2 separate regions of the Arachis hypogaea genome follow, and region 1 is linked to region 2. Evidence: chromatin contacts called from public Hi-C data. All regions are on one chromosome and are shown on one strand. Each heading gives the region's core, a stretch centred on a gene start, on an enhancer-like site or on the middle of the called end of the contact. The rest is flanking DNA. Distances are from core to core; before and after follow the strand shown. Region 1 holds the start of LOC112701307 (pentatricopeptide repeat-containing protein At3g49740-like). Region 2 has its middle 8.4 kb from the start of LOC112702844.

The links. Hi-C and Micro-C count contacts between places; a contact is called where the count stands out from the background.
Region 1: a contact with region 2 is called in a Hi-C map of an unstated tissue, with 5 times the contacts expected there. The contact joins the promoter of LOC112701307 here to the enhancer-like site in region 2. A contact is called at or near these places in 3 of 8 Hi-C or Micro-C datasets (leaf and an unstated tissue).

The regions. Positions count from the first base shown.
Region 1 is chr7:25,875,177-25,879,268 of arahy.Tifrunner.gnm2.J5K5, forward strand. LOC112701307 (pentatricopeptide repeat-containing protein At3g49740-like) reads right to left here and starts at 1,517. Exons shown (of 2, transcript XM_029287946.2): 1 at 1,128-1,517; 2 at 1-31.
Region 2 is chr7:25,784,819-25,788,843 of arahy.Tifrunner.gnm2.J5K5, forward strand. No RefSeq gene overlaps it. Among protein-coding and RNA genes, the nearest start is that of LOC112702844, 8.4 kb to the right of the region's middle. Within about 2 kb of position 2,288, at least 2 of the 3 cell types and tissues checked have open chromatin away from gene starts, as enhancers often do.

The sequences.
Region 1 (4,092 bases), core at 267-2,766, 90 kb after region 2:
CCTTCTTAATTCTTATATACCTCAGAATTTCCTACAAAATGAAAATTGAACATAACATACAGCCTTAAAACAAAAACAACACTCAGAAATCAATCATCTCTTCCAAACACAGCCTTAAAACAAAACAGAACAACAACATTCATAGTATGAGCAATGATCACAAAAAATTGATTTCTGAAACAAAACAAAAACAGCAGAACAACATTCAAAGTTTGAGCATTGATTACAAAAAATTGATTTCTGAAACAAAACAAACACAGCAAAACCAGCAGAACAGCATTCAGAGTTTGAGCATTGATCACAAAATATCGATTTCTAAAACAAAACAAACAATCAACAAAACAATGAAAACATAATTTTTTTCCTTCAGAAGAAGAGAACAATGAAAAGTTGAAAACATGAAGCATATAATAAATCAATGATCACCAATATCCAGCAATAACCTCAAAGACAACAAAAATACACAACAACAATTTAGCAAATAAACAAGGACAAGACCTAAATAGAAAATCCAACAAATTAAATCGGAGCAACCTAACAATTTAGCAAATTAAAACAACAATAGCCCAACAATTTAGCAAATCATCAACTTAACAAGTTCAAGAACAGAAAATCACAACAAAAACAAAAAAAAATAAAAATAACAGAACAACAACACAAGAACAATTAGCAAATTAACAAGTTCACAATAACAGTTAAAATTTACCAGAAGAACACTAATGCAAGTGGAATCATCATGCTAATATATTTTCTGCAAAGATGCTATTTTTGCAGCTAAAATTTCATAATTACTAAGATCCAATTATTCTAATTTCACATGCAATCAACTTACTAAGTTTCTAAAGTCTAGAAATTATAAAACCAACCAGAAATATAGTTAAAGCATTTCATCAAACATGTTGAGTGCGGTAAAATTAAAACGAAATAAGAGAATTCAAAGCTTAATATCAATGTGATAGAGAAGAGAACATAACTATTGTATACTTTAATTCAGTCTATGACAAAAATCCAAACACTACCAAATCAAATAGCTACTTATTGTAATAGAAATCAGAAGTTGCAGAGTTTGAAGCAGGGTATTGGTGTTGTGTGAGTGTATTGTCTGGTGTCGGGTTTAGGGAACTCACGAGGGCAACAAAAGAGAGCAGTTCTACGGCTAGGTGGAGCGCGCGGGTTGGTCGCAGAGTTTGAAGCAGAGCAACGTGGCTTCCAGACGAACGCGAATGCGAACTCGAACGGTGAACGGCGAGTGAACGCGAACGGTGAACGCCGAAGAACGCGAACGAAGACGACGGCAAACAAACGGCGGCGGAAGCGAGGAAGCAGCTGCGATCGGTGACAGCGAACAGGGGTTGAAGAGTTGGAGCACGAGGGAAGCTAGATAGACGGACGGACGGCGAACTTTGAGTGCGACCGACGGCGGCAGTATGCCACTCCTTGCGGCGGTGGTGTAGGCTTACAGTGCTAGGGTTTTTTGGCTGAGTTTCTGTGATTTCCTTCTGAATGAAAGAAAGAAAGGGAGAAAGGGAGCAAGAAGCAAAGGAGCTTCCGTTGTGTAAACCGGCGGGTCCCGGTTCGGTCCGACCGGCCGGTTCAACGGTTTTTACCGGTTTTTAATCAATGGTTTTACATATCTGACCGGATCATTAATATTGCCGGTTTACGGTTGGATTGATCCGACCGACCAATTCGGTCTGGTTTTTCAGAACAATGATGGTGTTTCTAATGAATCTGATGAAGCCATCTTAAATTCTCATAAAAGAAAAAATATTCAATCAATTAAGTAACGAATAGTAAAACAAACCAGCATCATTACAACAACAATCAATAAAATTCATAATCAGCCAAACCAATTCAACAATAACAAAATTTCTGCATACTCAACACTTAAACCATATTTATAATTAGCATAACCCTTGCATATTCATATTCAAAAATCAATTTAACATTTCAATTCAACCACTGACATATTTATTTCTAATCAGCTCATAAACCAATCAACAATAAAATTCACAGCAATAACATCAATAAATCAACCTGGAAAAGAAATTAAATACTCACTTGTTGTTGCAGAGGCAGAAGGTGGACGATGAGCAACAGTTCAAGCAGCAACAACCACGAAAGATAGGCGGGGAAAGGTCGGAGGCATGGCGTGGCGAGACACAAGCACTCACCAACAATTTTCAAAAATTCATTTCTCCCAATCTACTTATCAATTAGTTCTAAAATTTTTATGGGACATTCATGACATACCAAGGTTTCACAAAAATTCAATATGCCATTGTTTTACAAGTTCACATACATAATTGAATATTCACTTTTCTGTATAATATCATAACAGAATCAAACACATAATAAACAATCAATCATCACAAGCATACATAGTTGCAAACATAATATTCTATCTACCCTATCGCTTACCTCGTTGGAGTTCACTCTTTGATCACCAACTTAGTTTAAGCTCTCTCTTTACTCCAAGCTTTGGCCAGCCCTTTATTCACTTTTCCTTGTTCTCCTAGCCTAACTTGATAATCTCCATAGAAGTTGGTGGCTGAAAGCTTGAGAGGAATCACACGGAATGATAAAGATTAGAAGAACTCCCTTCTCTTCCTCGCTTTGCTCTCTTTTTCGTCACTCACTTCCTCACACTTTCTAATTGCGTTTCGTTGCTCTTTCTTCCTCTCTTACTAAAGGCTCATAAATTGAACTCAAACAAGGCTATTTAAAGGCAATGAGTAGTGGATTAAGGGGCTGGTTTGGTGACATCAATGTAAGGAAGTGAACACCTGTTTGATTGCATGCTTCCTTCATTAATTATACAACTAATGAGTCATTACTCTTTAGTTAAATCATGGATGAGGTTCAGCCAGCAGTGAGATAAGGGAGAGAGAGTATAATTTTAATCATGGTTAAGTGGGTTAATCATGGTTTACTAGATAGGGAAAACTATTTTGGTTAAAAGAGAGAAAACCGATTCGGTTCAAGATCAACTAGATATTTCAGTTCTTTATTTTTCTTCTAGACAATCTTTCTAGTGGCTTCATGATTTGTGGTTGAAGATAGTTCCTTGATGTTATGGCCTAATTGCCAAAGAAAGAAGAACACAGTTTAATTATCAAATCGCAAGATTACCGTTCTAAAATCGTATCGGTTTAAACAACCGACAACAGAGAAATTGGTAACAAAGAGTATATGGCTCCAAATCAAATTTAGAATATTCTACTAAGATAAATTGTTAAGAATAGCTAGAGTAAAGTACTTAGAGATGAATTTTAACTCGTCATTGAAATTCATTGTTATCACACGATTTTTGACTTAGGACACGCTTTTATCTCCCACTATATATCTATTGTTTTCACTTATCTAATCTAAATCTGCGTTATAATATGTGATCAGGTGATTCTCAGATATTTATCGAATTCTCATCATAAAATTTCAGGGTGTTACAACATGCACCCCACCCTAGCGGGTTTGGTGCGAGTTGAGTATAAAAATATGTTATAGGTAGGTGTTGAACCAAGGACCTCTCACTTAGTGCAAAAGATCATAATCATTGTGCCAAGATCATCAATTAATAGTTTAGCACTTTTTTTATATAAATATCAATTCTATTTTAGTGATATATAGATACAACATTATATTAAAATATTTTATTTGTGTTTGTGTTATTAATTTAAGCAATGACTTTTATATAGAATCGTACATTTGATGGTTATGTTATTTATAGACTGTTGTTTGTACTGAATTTTTAATTTGCATGCTCATTACATTATAAAATAATATTGTGAAAACCCGCGGATAGGGTCGAATATCCACGAGTTGACTGCGTGTATGGTTAGGGTAGAGTTGAATCTTAGTAACAAATTAAACTCGTGGTTAAGGTTTGGGTTGGGTTCAAATCTTATCCTACCTTACCCATTGCCACCTCTAAACACCACCATTTCCTTTAACATTCTAAGAGGGGTCTTAGGTTTGGATTTGGATCCTCTAAATATTGACTTTCATTTTAGAGGGTAAAGTGTGATCTCTCACCATTTATTTCATAGGTGGGACCAAGAGAAAATATGAAAGAAAAATTATTCAAGGGTGACA
Region 2 (4,025 bases), core at 1,038-3,537:
AATAATTCTAAATAATTTAAAAATAAAACAAAATAATTAATAAATATTATATTTTTTTGTAAGTAACAAAAAAATTTTATATTTATCAAATGACTTATTCATCTGATTTAAATTTTTTGTGACAATTTTTATATTTGACCCTTTTAGTTGTTCATCATCATTATGTTCAAAGCTTCTTTTTTTTTTTCCAGCAGGTGCTGAAATGAATTGGTTTGACTAAGAGACGAACGCGTGTGGTTACCTGCTGTGAGATGCCAAGACAGGAAATGAGGCAAGAACCTGTCGGATTGATGTGGTGTGTTTACGCTATGGAGTGGCAAGAATCTGTTGGATTAATATTATGTTAATTATGTATACAATTGGGTTGGTCTTTTTGTTGCTATGGGGCTTTTATTAGGAGGAAATTTTTTTCTTATATGTATTAAAAAATTATTTATATTCAAAAATAAAAAATATTATTTATTGAGATCTATTTTTTTTTTTTTTGGCCTTGTACGCAATTCACCCAATATCTTGGCGAAGTGTGTCTAGTTCACTCAGTTTGCCAAAAGATTCGGTGAACTACTCTCTCCAACAGTTTACCTAGTTTTTCAACAAGTTATAAAAGACTCCTTCCCACCTCCATTACAAAAAACATGCTAAATTGCAGGTTTTTTTTTTTTGGTTTTGTGGCGATTTTTAATCTCCGCAAAATGCGTTATGGCGGTTTGATAAAGTGACAATGTTCCGTGTCCTTAAATAAAATCAACTCAATTTTTTTTTCATCCTGGTTTAGTCATTTTGAATTTAAATAAAGTATGGTTTTTGTCTCTAACGTTTGGAGTAAATCCTAAAGTTGTCTCTAATGTTTTAATTATCCTATTTAAATTCTTAACGTTTTAAAATTGACTCAATGTTATCCTGCCGTTAGGGATCTGTTAACAGAATTGACGGCGAGACAAAATTGAGACGATTTTGAAACGTTATGAACTTAAATAGGACGAAAACGTTGGGGACAAAAATGATACATAGAAATAAATTTTAATTTTATATTTCAATAATATCAATTTTTTACTGTACATAATATTCAATTATTTTTAATCACATCTAAGTAAATTACACTTAATCACATTACTTTCATTCTAAATAAATTTATTTTTTTATAATTTTACACTTAAAGTAATATAATTTTGTTATAAATAAATAAATTTTACACTTTCATTCTAAATAAATAATGTAATGCGATTAGAATGAAAGTGTAAAATTATTAAAAAAATTATAAATAATGTGATTAAGTAATGAAAGTAAAATTACATTATTTAGAATGAAAGTATAAAATTTATTTATTTATAAAAAATTACATTATTTTAAGAATAAAATTATAAAAAAAATTATTTATTTAGAATGAAAGTAATGTGATTAACTGTAATTTACTTATATGTGATTAAAAAATAATTAAATACTATGTACAGTAAAAAATTGATATTATTGAAATATAAAATTAAAATTTATTTCTATGTATTATTTTTGTTTCCAATTTTTTTGTCCTATTTAAGTCTCTAATATTTTAAAATTATCTCAATTTTGTTCCGCCACCAATTCTGTTAACGGATCCCTAACAACAGGACAATATTGAGTCAATTTTAAAACGTTAGATACTTAAATAAAACGATTAAAACGTTAAAGACAATTTTAAAACTTATCCCAAACATTAGAATAAAAACAATAATTTACTCTTGAATTTTAATTAGATTAGAACCATTTTGTTTGGACTTGAACGCCACTTCAGTCTTCTCATCCATGGGAAAGCTAAAAATACCGCTTCAAAAATCTTGTCCTCGTACCAAAAACCTCAATATAAAACAGCTAAAATAAAAAATGAGAAACACACTTAACATTAGAAACAAAAACGGTAGCCCCTAACAAAAATAGGCAACACTACCAAAAACAATCCAATAAACAAATTATCGTCATTACTATAAGATTAAACTTAGGTCACATGGTATTTTTCTTTTTCCCCATCTCAAAGGTTTTGGATCTATCGACTACAGTTGAAGAGAAAAAATTGGTAAATATGTAGAGAATGTGTGGTTATGTATTGTACCTAGAATTAGAGAGTTGTCCAATTCATTTAAAGTACTTAAAATCATAGTTAGCAGAACCGGACCGGACCGGTCGGTTCGACCGGAAAACCGGTGAACCGGACTTAGTACCGATCCGATTTGATATTTAGACCATACAAGGTATAAAACCGGAACGAACCGGTTAAACCCGGAGTAAATCGGTGAGAATCGGTCAAACTCGGTAAGACCGGTCTGACCGAACCGTTTGAAAGGCAAATTATCCAAAATGTGTGATATGGGGTTCGAACCCCTATCTGCTGGATGATCAAAACCTCTCTTTGCCGCTAAGCTGTGTTGATTTTCATTAATATATATGCAAATTATAATATATATAGATATCTTTTATCAAATAGTTTACTTTTATTTATTTTATTTTAATTTTAGTTATAAACTCACTCATTTTTAAATTAATTATATTTTTATTTAACAATAATTATAAACTCACTTATTTTTTCTTTTCATAATTATATAATATATTAATATTATTTTTAATGAATACATATAGCAATTTTTTATTTTACTTATATTCAATTAATTTTAATTTTAAAGTCACTCATTTTTAAATCAATTATATTTTATTTAACTATAAATTTTATTAATATATATATATATATATATTAAAAAGATAAAAAAATTATTAACCATAATTTATTTTTTCTTTTTATGATTATATGATATCTATTAATATTATTTTTTTAATAAATAATTGTAGCATATAATAATAGGTAAAGACTCACATGCAGTTATCTTCATATGAAGTTAATAATTGAAAATCGTTAGATGATATTTAGTTAAACTTATCAAATCATCTAACTGTTTTTAAATATCAACTTCACATGAAAATTAATTGTATGTAAGTTTTTATTTATAATAATACAATAATACAATAAATATAAATTAATTAATAAAGTATTAAAATTTGAAAATAATTATTATTTTTATAAAAACAAAATAAAAGTACTTATAATAAAGAAAAAATAATTAAATTTTACATAATTACTTAATTATATCGGGTTAACCGGTTCGACCAGTGACCCACCGGTTGAACAAGTAACCCAATGACCCAGTGATCTCACCGGTTCGATCACCGGTTCGGTTCTGACAACTATACCTAAAATTGAGAATTATCTAATCCACTTGACCAAAAAAAAAAACTTAAGTGAATTATCATCTAAATTATCATCTAAATTTGATTAAATTTTTATTTAACAGTTCTCTATCAACTTCACGTCAACTGAATTTCTACCTTAAACTTAACTACCAATTTCAAAATTTAGAGAGAAAAAACTGACGGAATTGTCATCGAACAGAACCGATTTGTCAACCATCGCATCGCCACCCACACGCGTCATTCATCGCCCACACGTCACTTTCATCATGTGAAGAAGGGAATTACCTTCATCACCAGAGCATAATAACAATCAAGTAATTTTAATATGTGCTTGTAATCTTGCAGTCAACCTAATTTTACCACGAGGGTAAATGGCAATGAACTAGCGGCTAAATTAGCACTTACTCAGATTTTCAGAATCTCGTCTTAGGCTAGAACGTTCTATAGGTCTTAAAATTTTCAGGTTTATAAGACTACATTTTGTATCTAAGTAACAAAATAATAACAATCAAGTAAAACACGTTTCAACATGTAATTTTTCTAACATGTCAACTATGATAACAATTTTGAGATTGAATCTCCCACAAGTCACTTTCCTTAAAACAACGCCCTTCTCTAAATTGCTAGCTTCAGGGAAAGTAAAAGAGGCATGATCATCATCATCTTTCGGTCATGAATTGTGTTATCATGCTTATGCCTTGTAACAATCGTAAAATCCATTCTTTAGCTACCTTTATTAAAGCGAATTATAAAGCTAGATTCTCATTCTCCTTTAGGCTATTTTACCTTTTCTTTTCAGTTAAATGATTAAG